2 separate regions of the Sus scrofa genome follow, and region 2 is linked to region 1. The links are chromatin contacts, called in public promoter capture Hi-C maps. All regions are on one chromosome and are shown on one strand. The core of a region is the stretch at or near the end of the contact, and the rest is flanking DNA. Distances in the headings are between cores, read along the strand shown.

What was found. Promoter capture Hi-C pulls out the DNA fragments that hold promoters and counts their contacts.
Region 2: a promoter capture Hi-C map of liver shows a contact between it and region 1, with 2.7 times the contacts expected there. The contact joins the promoter of LOC110255906 here to the promoter of SLC16A13 in region 1. A contact is called at or near these places in 1 of 5 promoter capture datasets (liver) and 1 of 2 datasets of contacts at active chromatin or transcription factors (alveolar macrophages).

What each region holds. Positions count from the first base shown.
Region 1 is chr12:52,433,061-52,438,650 of Sscrofa11.1, forward strand. SLC16A13 (monocarboxylate transporter 13) reads left to right here and starts at 2,459. Exons shown (of 4, transcript XM_003131926.4): 1 at 2,459-3,150; 2 at 3,299-3,442; 3 at 4,036-4,773. The coding sequence starts at 2,952. It overlaps SLC16A11 (monocarboxylate transporter 11), which reads right to left. Exons shown (of 6, transcript XM_005669186.3): 5 at 2,258-5,590; 6 at 1,547-1,956. BCL6B (B-cell CLL/lymphoma 6 member B protein) reads left to right here. Exons shown (of 9, transcript XM_003131927.6): 9 at 1-171.
Region 2 is chr12:53,088,351-53,093,940 of Sscrofa11.1, forward strand. It overlaps LOC110255906 (collagen alpha-2(V) chain-like), which reads right to left and starts at 3,308. Exons shown (of 4, transcript XM_021066316.1): 1 at 3,139-3,308; 2 at 1,557-1,638; 3 at 944-1,411; 4 at 28-288. The coding sequence starts at 3,308. The coding sequence ends at 28. The region is part of intron 1 of KDM6B (lysine-specific demethylase 6B); the gene reads left to right.

The sequences.
Region 1 (5,590 bases), core at 1,209-3,708:
ACTCCCCGCGGCAGAACTGAAGGAGGGAGGGAAAGCAGAGGAGTGACATGAGAAGGAACCATTGTGGGGTTTTTTAGCAGATTGGATGGGCAGGTGCAGAGTGCCAAGGGGTGGAGATGTTAGATCTTGCAAGATCAGAATCATGGAATAAAGAAGCCTCTTTGTGCTGCCTGCTGTGTCCTGGGTTCTTGCCTGGGCAGATCTGGGGACTGGGAGAAGCTGGAGGGGGGGAAAGGGGGTCTTCCCTCCTGGATACCATCTTGGACTTTGTGCCCATGCCACCAGATGTTTTGAGGGGCCCTTGTTCTCCCCTTGCCTTCCGGCTCATTGTGTAGGAACCAGTGACTTCATGAAGTCTCTCCGGAGCCACCTGCATCCTGCTGCTCTGAAGTCACTTCCTGCCTGAGGTGTGGAGGCGGCAGGGAGAAACCAGGAAGCCACTAATAATACCAAGAGGCTGGGGGATGCATCTGTGCTGGGGAACTTAATGCTTGGGATACCCCCTACCACCACCACCGCCATGGAAAATGGATAGGACTTGAGTCCCGTAAGGACAACAGGAGCTAGAGGTGGCAGTGAGAAGGCTGTGTGGTTAGAGCCAGTGTGCCAACTTTACCCCTCCCCAGCAATGGTGCCTTGGAATCCATCCATGTCTGACACATGCTTCTCTTCCACCCTTTCCCCTGCCCCGTGTTTCTTGCTGCCCAGCTTTGTTCTGCCCTGTGGGCAGAAGAAAAAGGATCACTAATTCTGATAACTTACCTTCCTTTTGGATTTAAATTCCTCGTCTGTGAAACAAGTCCATTAACATGGAAGGAGTAAGTTCCTTCCAACATTTTGTTTGTGATTATGTTTCTCAATCTTTGAAAACCCATGATCTGGATTAGATTTTTTTTTTTCAAGCAAAAAACAAAACAAAGAAGCTAAACTAAAACCTTCCTTCCTCTCCCACTACAGCTTATCCCCTGTGTAAAATGAAACCAGCTACTATTACTTACCTCCTGCTACATGCCAGGCTCTAAACTATGCCTTTTAGCATAGAGTTTTTTGCTTTTGGGGTTTTTTCTTTTGTCTTTTTGCCTTTTCTAGAGCCACTCCCACGGCGTATGGAGGTTCCCAGGCTAGGGGTCGAATTGGAGCTACAGCTGCCAGCCTACACCACAGCCACAGCAATGCCAGATCCTTAACCCACTGAGCGAGGCCAGGGATCAAACCCGCAACCTCATGGTTCCTAGCTGGATTCATGAACCACTGAGCTACGACGGGAACTCCGATAGCATATAGATTTTCTAATTCAACTCCCCTGCCAATCCTAAAAGTAGGTACTATTATTAGCTTCAATTTACAACTAGGGAAACCAGCTGAGAGGTTCAAGATCTTGGTCAAGTTAACAAGTGATCAAGCCCGGACTGAAACTCTGATTTGATTCTAAAGACTGTGCCCTTAGGCACGATCATACAGCCACACCAATTTCCACATCTTTGATGCAGTCCCCACCAGCCAAAGTTCTGACCCCACTCCCCCCTCCCCCCAAAAAAAGAGCATCTGGGGCATGATTATTTTTATTTCCCACATATAAAGATTCAATACGCTTTTGAAAAGTACCCAGCCTCCCTCCTCATCCCAGCCCACTTGTCCGGTATGAACACTTGAGCTCACATTTCAAGGTCAGTGTCCTAAAGATCTTGAAGCCGAGCCCTATAGCGCTGTGTAAGACTGGAGAAATTGGGTGCTGGTGGGGTAGAAGGGGCTTATTGCTCCAGTGGTGGTCACAGCTTGTCTCTTTAGTCTATCCCACCATGAGATCAAAAATTGTGGTCAGGAAGTGCTTGTTACTAGAGTGCAGAGGAAAAGTTTCCAGCCCCACTGAAGAAGGGTGCTTGGTGGGGCTCCAGTGAGCTCAGAGCTGCACTTCCTCTCCCCAGTTATTTTTGGTCTCCGTGACCTGTAGGTTTCCTGTTAGTGGGAACAGGGAACAGGAACGAGTTCCTATTACAGAAATCAGCGCAGGAGTCCAACAGCCCATTCCCTTGCCTCCTTCCTTGGTCTTTGAATCCCTCGGGGATCTAGCCGGCTAGATTCTAGTGGCCTCAGGTGCTTGGCCAGATACTTTGTTTAGTCTTATCTCAGAATCCCTCGGAACCCCCTCCCCCACCCACCCCCGCCCCACCTTTCAACTCCTGGGTCCCTCATTAAGCAGGTACGTTATCTTCTCCTGAAGTAGTTCACCCACCGCCAACCCCCAGGGACTCCTTACGTGCACGTCTCCGTGCTGAAATCTGGTCGAATTAGCCCGCTAGGTAGACAGGAGACCGAAGGAGCCTCCTCGTAGGCTCCTGGGTCACGCGGGGTCCGCTGACTTGGTCCCGGAAAGTCCCCGCCTCACGCATGCGCCGGGCTCGTTGCCCCTGCAAGGAACGGGCTCTAAACCCCGCCCCGCCCCTCTGGCCCCGCCCCTCGCCGAGGAGTTCCGCGTTTTCATTGGTGAGCTGCAGACGGGGATGTCGGCCGGGCTGGCCAGGTGCTGACCCTTCCGATGATAAGATTGATGATCCACCCGGAGGCTGGCGCCCCAGGGGTGGGGCTCAAAGCCAGTGCTGCCCCCGCCCCCGGGCTCCTAGACCGAATGGCCGCCCCTGCCTCCGTCTGTCCCACCCGGGCCCGGACTCTCGACTACCGCCAGCGTAGCCACGCCCCCTGGCGCTGAACGCGGGGGGCCAGCGAGGGCCTGGTCACCCCACCTATATCGCTCCCCCACTAAGGAAAAGGCGCAGGCGCCTCACGCAGCCTCTCTGCATCTTTCAAGCCCTCGTAGGTGCTTTCCTCGCTACCATCCTCTCCGCCCCCGCGCGGTCCGGAGCCGGCCGGCTGGGTGGCCAGGTGGGTGGGCGCAACCTCCTGAGCCCTGCTCCCGAAGGTCTCTTGGTGGCGGCTGCCCTGTTGCCTCCCTGATGGCACATAGGGCTGAGCCCCCCGACGGGGGCTGGGGATGGATGGTGGTGCTCTCAGCGTTCTTCCAGTCGGCGCTGGTGTTCGGGGTGCTCCGCTCCTTCGGCGTCTTCTTTGTGGAGTTTGTGGCGGCGTTTGAGGAGCAGGCGGCGCGAGTCTCCTGGATCGCTTCCATAGGAATCGCGGTGCAGCAGTTCGGGAGTGAGTGCTGCGCCTGGGTCCAGAGTCCTGCGACCCTTGACCCTCGGAAGGGAGGCGGGGGTGGGGGGAGACAGTCAAGGAGATGGGGCGGGTGGTTGCTGGGGAAGGACGCCTGGGCGCTTCCCCCAGAACCTTTCCTCTTCTCCAGGCCCAGTGGGCAGTGCCCTGAGCACGAAGTTCGGACCCAGGCCTGTGGTGATGGCTGGAGGCATCTTGGCTGCATTAGGGATGCTGCTCGCCTCCTTTGCTACCTCTTTGACCCACCTGTACCTGAGTATTGGGCTGCTCTCAGGTGAGACCCTGGGCAAGGGCCGGAGAGTCAAAAGCCTGAGTCTTTGGCCTCTGGACTTTTTACCTTCTTCTGGCTGCTTTGAAAGGCTTAGGGAGAAGCCGAGGGAAAGGTTTGGCTGGCGCCTGGGCCCTGAGGGGCTTCTTAAAGAGAGGTGACTAAAGTGAGAAACCGGTTAGGGAAGATCAGGAAACTCAAAGACGATGAATCCAGAAAGTACAAGCCCAGGGCTAGTGGGACTGGAGTTACTGTGAAGTGGCGGCAGGGACTTTTCATTATCCTATTTACAGATGAGCTTATGCTACTCGCAAATGAAGCACATGCAGCCAGAAACGGGAGAGCCCAGGTCTAACTCCAAAGGTCTGTGGTACTTTGCAAACATTATCTCTAAGCCTCCAGAGTCTCATAAAATATATAAGCCCTGTTTTGCAATGAGACTGAAGGTGGGAGGTGAACTGCACAAGGTCACACAGCTAGAAAGCATGGAGCTAGGACCGTAACTCAGGCCTGTGCCGCATTCAGGCAGTGGTGGGAGGATGACTGGGTGCCCTGAGCTCCCTAAGAGTCCCTCAACCCCCATTTCTTCCTTTTGACAGGATCTGGCTGGGCCTTGACCTTCACTCCAACCCTGGCCTGCCTGTCCCGTTACTTCTCTCGCCGGCGGTCCCTGGCCACCGGGCTGGCGCTGACGGGCGTGGGCCTGTCCTCCTTTGCTTTTGCCCCACTCTTCCAATGGCTGCTCAGCCACTATGCCTGGCGGGGGGCCCTACTGCTGGTGTCTGCCCTCTCCCTCCACTTGGTGGCCTGTGGTGCTCTGCTCCGCCCACTCTCCCTGGCTGAGGACCCTGCTGTGGGTGGCCCCGGGGCCCAGCTCACCTGCCTCCTCCATCACGGCCCCTTCCTCCGTTACACTGTGGCCCTGACCCTGATCAACACGGGCTACTTCATCCCTTATGTGCACCTGGTGGCCCATCTCCGGGACCTGGATTGGGACGCACTTCCTGCTGCCTTCCTACTCTCGGTGGCTGCTATTTCTGACCTTGTGGGGCGAGTGGCTTCTGGGTGTCTAGGGGATGCAGTCCCAGGGCCTGTGGCAAGACTCCTGATGCTCTGGACCACCCTGACGGGGGTGATACTCGCCCTGTTCCCTGTGGCTCAGGCTCCCACAGCCTTGGTGGCTCTGTCTGTGGCCTATGGCTTCACATCAGGGGCTCTGACCCCAGTGGCCTTCTCCGTGCTGCCTGAACTGGTGGGGACCGGAAGGATATACTGTGGCCTGGGACTGGTGCAGATGGTAGAGAGCATCGGGGGGCTGCTGGGGGCCCCTCTGTCAGGTAAGGGGAAGGGGGGCGTCCCGGGGCCATGGCTGCCGTGTCAGCCCATTCAGGGAGGGAATTTACTGTAGGATGTGTGTGCCTATTGCCCCCTGCTGTGCTACAGTGCACAGCCCACGTGGTCAACCAGAACAGCCCTGAAACGGGTCCAAGGAGCAAAGAAACGGGGGCAGTGGAAAGGTGAAGGGAAGCCATGTGGCACACTTGGCCAGGTACCTCCAGCTTGGGCTTTCAGACGACCTGGCCAGACCGAGCATACCGCTGTCTGCCTTCTCTCCTGGCCCACTGGGCCCCAGGCCAGGGGTCTGAGCCATCTGGTTAAAGTTCTCCAGGCTCCAGATGCCAGAACCTTCAGATCCGTAACGTTTATTTTCCTCTTCACCATTAACTGAAGTCCTGGAGGTCCCGTTGTGGCGCCGCGGAAACGAATCTGACCAGGAACCATGAGGTTGCGGGTTCGATCCCTGGCCTCGCTCAGTGGGTTAAGGATCCGGCGTTGCTGTGAGCTGTGGTGTAGGTCGCGGACACAGCTTGGATCCAGCGTTGTTGTGGCTGTGGTGTAGGCCGGCAGCAGTAGCTCCAATTCAACCCCTGGCCTGGGAACTTTCATAGGCCGCGAGTGAGGCCCTAAAAAGCAAAAAACAAACCAAAAAAACCCCTATGAAGTGAAGGCATGGTAGCGAGGGTCCCAGTTATTGGGAAGAAAGGCACAGGCGTGCCTGACTCCATCTGGATCCCCAGGCCCCCACTGGCTGGTGCAGAGATGCTTTCAGAAGGCAGGAAGGCGGCTGAAAATAACTTTTCAGGCCCCTTGGAA
Region 2 (5,590 bases), core at 2,058-4,557, 660 kb after region 1:
CGACTGGTTCTCGAGACAGGGAGAGCCCTAGGAGGAAGGAGCGGAGCAGCGACCTGCGATGCCACTGAAACCGAGTCCGCGGTTGGTGTCGGGAGGGAGGCGGGACCCAGGCGAGGCGCTGTGCCCCGCTCGGCTTCCCTCCCAGGGGTTGCTTGCCCTGTTGCCAGAGTAACTGGAGAGCGAGACTCCGGAGCCAGATTCCCCAACTCTCGCGTCCGTCCAATCCGCTCCAGCGGCTGCCCCTGACATCAGGGCCTCGGCAGCCAATGTGGAGGAGGCATCGTAGAGCTACAGGAAGAGAGGGGAGGGAAGAGGTGGAGGCAGGGAGGGGGTAGCTGCCCGGGACCCGCACGTGCACTCCCACACGCTCGCGCCCACCCCCCCCTCCGTCGCACGCGCCGGAGTACCCCCCCTGCGCCTGCGCGGAGAGTCAGCGCTCGCTGCCCCCCGCCGCCCCCATCTAGAGTCTCCGTTCGCAAGCTAGTCCTGGGCTGAGCGCCTCAGCCCTTGGGGACCCAGACGTCTGGGTCCGCCGGCCTTCGTTCTCGGGGTCTCGAGCCGTTACTGCTCAGCCTGGGGTGGGAGGGGCCAGCTACCTGTTCCGCACCAACCCCCAGCTGGCGCCCCACCGTCCCAGGTGGGCTGGGCGGAGCTGTGGTTTCCGGCCCCATATGCTCCGCCGCTGCCTTCCCGGGCTCTGGCTTAGGTTGCCTCCCCAAGAGGAACGGAACGGTTATCTGCGCCCTTCCCGAGGCTTCACTCGCTCGGGCCCAGCTGCTGTTGGTGGCGGGGGAGGGCGCTGCGGGGAAGCCCCGGACGGCCCAGGTGATTCTTCCCGGACCATCACAACCTGTCCTCGCGTGAATTCCTCCTCTTTGATGTGCAACAAAATCCTTCCCATCCCTTATCGTTTCTTCCCCACTCGCCCTGGTGCTCTTTGCACCTCCCTCGGCTCCTTTCGGGCTGTCTCTCCCGGTCTCCACTCGTCCTTCTCGCTTCTCCCAGTTATATAACTCTTCCTCTTGCCGTGTCCTGATTTCAACTCCACAGACTCCGCCCTGGAACAGCGCGGGGAGGGGCAGGAGAGTTGGGACCCAGACTGATTCCGGCTGGCGGCCGGCTGGGGCACGGGGGTCCCGCCGATGGGAGACGGAGCCCCGCGGGACCTGGTGCCCCTGTCGCCCACCTCCCGCCCCCCACCCGAGATATCGCCCGGGAGAGAGAAGGCACAGTATCTCAGAGAGGCGTGTCGGGACTTCGTCAGAAATGTGGGTTGGGAGGTCAGGCCTGGAGCCGGAGAGGAGGAGCCGAGGGGCCCGAGTCCCAGGGATTGGAGCCGTACCGGGGGCAATAGATAAGGGCGGGACGCTTGGGTTCCTTCCTTCCTCTCCTTTTTGGGTTCCCAGAATTCCTAAGGCTGTTTCCCAGGAAGCTTAGCCTGCGGCCCCTCTCCGCCCCTCGGGGTCAAAGGTCTGTGTTAAAGGTTGCCTGGGATGATGTCACCACTGCACGTGCCCAGGGACAGTTGCCAGGCGATGAGGCCTCCTCCCCTTTACATTCCGCACCCCACCCCCCAAGTCGTGTTGCAGCCCCGTGCCTGCTTTTTTCCCCTCCTCTCTCTTCCTTGGCCTTAGGGCCCTGCAGGTGGGAAACCCTGGCCTGGAGTTTTGTGAGGGGGCGGGGCACGGGGTGTGGTGCAGTGGAAAGACTTTGCCCCTTTGCTGGTTAAGAGAACCCTGGGTCACTTTTTCCCTAGATTGGCACAGAAGGGCTTTCCCTCCAAGCGCCCCCCTCCCCCAGCCTCCCAGCAGTCTTTTTCCTTTCCCACCTGCTGCATTGCCAAGTGTTTCGTTGCCCCCCCCTCCTTTTGAGTTGAAATTGCCAGATAGCTCCTCACTCAGAAGAACTGTGTGTGGCATGCGGAATTCACCGGATACCAGTTCAGCCCTGACCTTAGTCAGTGGCACCTCACGCACACCCCCAACAGTGAGGAAGCGAGTCAAGAAACTGTATTAGATTGTATTAGGAAAGTCAGGGCCTTTATTCTGTGTCGGTGGGTAGATCTCACTCTTGAAGGAAGGGGACTCACTTGATAGCTATGGTTTCCCCTTCTCTGTTAAGTCCTGGGGTTGGTTATGGTATTGGATACTGGTTTCTCTTATTGTATACCTTAGAATTCGGGCTGTCAGATCAGACCTGGATTCCATTCCTAGCTCTGCCACTTCGTGGCTATAAGTACTTGGAAAGGTGACCACCTCTCGGAGCCTCATAGTCTTCATCTGGAAAATTTAAATATCAATACCTACCTTCTAGGCTGTTGACTGGGAAAAACAAAATTATTTATGCAAAGCATTTAGCACAGTCCCTGGCACAGAATGAACACTGAATGAACGCTTGTTATGAAATGCTTGTTCTTGTTAAATGTTGTTAGTTATTATTTTACTATTATGGTTGGTAAGCCTGCTTCCAACTGACCATGATCTTAGGAATGGAGAGTTTGTGTTAATTTGGTAGGTGGGGGGAGAGGGGTTTGGGGATTAGCTTCCACTGCATTGTGCACTTTATTTGATGAGGGCTTTAGTCAGATTTGTATTGCTTTCTTTGGGATTATTTTTTCCCCCCCTTCTTGAAGAAGAGACAGCTCAGACTATTCCTCTGGCTGTGAAAATAAAATAATTGTATTGTGGTTCTCGATTTTTGAGCAAGACCCCAATCCCCTCCCATGTTCTCTGGAGCCTTTCAATTTTGCAGAGGGACTCCACGGTTTCCTTTGCGGGGACAGGGCTGGCCGAGGGGTGTGTAAAAGGCTCGGGTGGGTGGGTAGAGAGACCAGTGCTGGGGGCTGGGGGGGGGGCGGGTAGTTGAAGGAAGAGACCGGAAGGGAGGAGGAGGGAGCCTGCTGGTGGGGAGGGAGGGAGGGGAGGAGGAGGTGGAGGAGGAGGAGGAGGAGGAGGAGGAGGGAGGGGGTTGGGGAGAGCCTGCTACAGTTCTTTGTTTGACTCCGGGACTCAGGGACGGGGAGGAGGAGGGAGGGAGGCAGAGGCTGCAAGCGCCGGGGCAGGCCCAGGAGGCAGAGGAGGGACCGTCTCCCCCGCCCCCCCAGCCCCCACTCCCCCCCTGCTGCTCCCCCCTCCCTACCCGGACTCCGGGGGCACCGCCGGGGGACAGACACCCAGCAGGTAACCCCGGCCTGGCTCGCCCTCCCTTCTCGGATTTTCCTCCACACCCTCCCGGCTGACCCCTTTCCCCGGTTCCGTCTCCCCGTCGCCCCCGGCCTTGCCGCTTTCCCCCGGCCCTCCTCGTTCCATCTCCCCCACTTGGGCTGGTCACCCGCCGGCCGCGCCGCCGTCTCGTGCAGCCTGACTCCCTTCCCGTCGCCCGACAGCCTGTGCGTCCCAGGTCTGCCCGCGGCACCTTTCGGGGCTCTGTCTCGCTGCTTCTCCTGGCTTTGCTTTCCTTCCGACCTGTCCCCTGGGGCTCTGAGGAAGGAGGGAGTCCCTGTCCTTTTCTCGCTCCCCCAGTTCCCCGCCCCCCAACTCTGGCCCCCTTTCTCCTCTAGCAGTCTCTAGGGGTGGGGAGAGAACCGGAATTTGGGGGGCCCTCTGGAGGGGCAAGGGGCTGTGTGTCGTGGGGGAAAGGGGCTGCGAGTGTACGCGGGGTGGGGGCGGGGGCGGTTAGGGACCCGGCTGCCTCTCTGTTGTCCCTTTAAATGGCCCTCACATTTCTGGGGACTCGTGGGGGGGAGGTGGCAAGCTGCCTGCCTGGGGGGCAGGGCCCTCAGTTCATCCACACCATCAGGGGTGGTAATGATTTAAAGGGACAGCCTCGGTGTGGCCGCTGCCACCCTGCGCCAGCGGGAGGGGGAGCCGAGCCGGCAGACCATGTCTGGGGAGGCTTGGCCGGTGAGCAGGGCATTTGAGGCTGAATCTTTTGCGAGGCCTGCCAGGTCTGGGATCGGGCTGCAGCTGGGACCTGCAAGGAGGGCTGACAGCCTGCCTGGGGGGGCACTCAGCGTGGGCCTTCTCCAGGGCCCCACCTTTGGGTTCATGGAGTCCTTGGCCAAGAATCCATGAGTCTAAACTACAGAGCCTGTTGGCCACCAGGTGGGGGCCACTGGCAGGTCTGTGGGTCAGCAGCCTGGCCTGGGCACACTGGAGCTGGCCCTTCAGCTTTTCCTTTTGTTGTTTGGCTCTGTGCACAAGAAAGCCGCGGCCCCTCCCCCAGCTCCCCCTTCCCGTCCACATGCCCCCCCCCACCACACACACCCACCCCAGCTGTTGGACAGATGAATTACAGCCTCCGGCTTGGGGCCAGAGCTGGTGAGGGATTAAAGCTCTGGGGCTGGCCCTTTAAACGGCTGTTGGCCCCTCCCCCACTCTGGTGTCCAGACACCCCATACACACCCCGCTGACCCCCTCGGCTGCCCCTCACTCCTCCTCTTAGTCTGTCCTAAGGCCTGCCACTCCCCTCTCTGTAGGCTAGACCCTCCCCAGCTTCCCTTTCTCCCTCAACACAACCACATATACAAATGCTACAGACTACACACACATAGACTCTCGCTCACTCACTCCCTGGTCTCACATTCTGAGCGTCCCTGTCCTGGAGGGATCCAGCCTCAAGCTCCCTTCTCCAGCAGAAGGAACTTGCCTGCCTGGCCTCTCTAGCCTGCAGCTGACCACTACTCTGGCCAGGTGAGGGGCCTTGCTTGGGTCAGAAATAGCACCTCCCCCCGGGGGCAGTGTCATCAGCAGCCAAGGCAGCTTGCAGCACATTGCATCATGGAGGTTGGGGGCTGGGGGCCTGAGTCTCTAGGGGCAGGGGGAAGGATGGGGGCTGGAAGGCCGGAAGTGGAGAGGCTAGACTGGGACCCAAGTGTCTGGGTCCTTAAGGGTAGAGAACTATGGCTAAGAGAGCAGAAAACATAGGTCCCTGAGGAGTGAGTTTGAGGTGAGGGCAGACTTAGGTCTGACCCCTGCATGGACACCTGGTTCTTGTGTCTCAGAGTTAGGAGGGGAGGGAGTGGGCCCCTATCACCTTCTTGGGCCACACAGAGGAAGGATGTGATGGGGAAACAGGATATGGCCTTGAGGGGTGGATGGAAGGGAGGCTTGCAGCAGAGGCCACTTCCAAACCCAGGCCCAGAGTCATAGGAGGAAGGTTTCTCCCTGCTGGGCCCGTTCATCTCGTCTGGCCACCTGTGCTCTCACCAAGATCTGCCTGCACCCGCCTGGGGGAAGGAGAGGGGGCAGAGTCCACAGGGTGGGGTTGACTGGTGTCTTGATAAGGTTAGGGAGGCAGCAGAGCTGAAGAAATAGTTTCTGTGAGCCTGAAGCCAGGACTGAAGCTGATTTGGGTGTAGGTATCAGGCAGTTGGGGCTACTCTGAGACCAGGGACTCTCAGCAGGAGGGTCCAGTCAGAAGAGGAATCATGGGTTGGGTGTCCACTGTTGACTTATCACAGATGCTATAGCATGCTCCCCTCCCTCTGTGGTCTAGGCTGCTTCCTAAAAGGAAAGCCTGGAGGACCACTTTCCAGTGGCTTTTCCTGGTTGCCATGGAAACAGATTCTCCCATCCCCTCTGACTGTCAG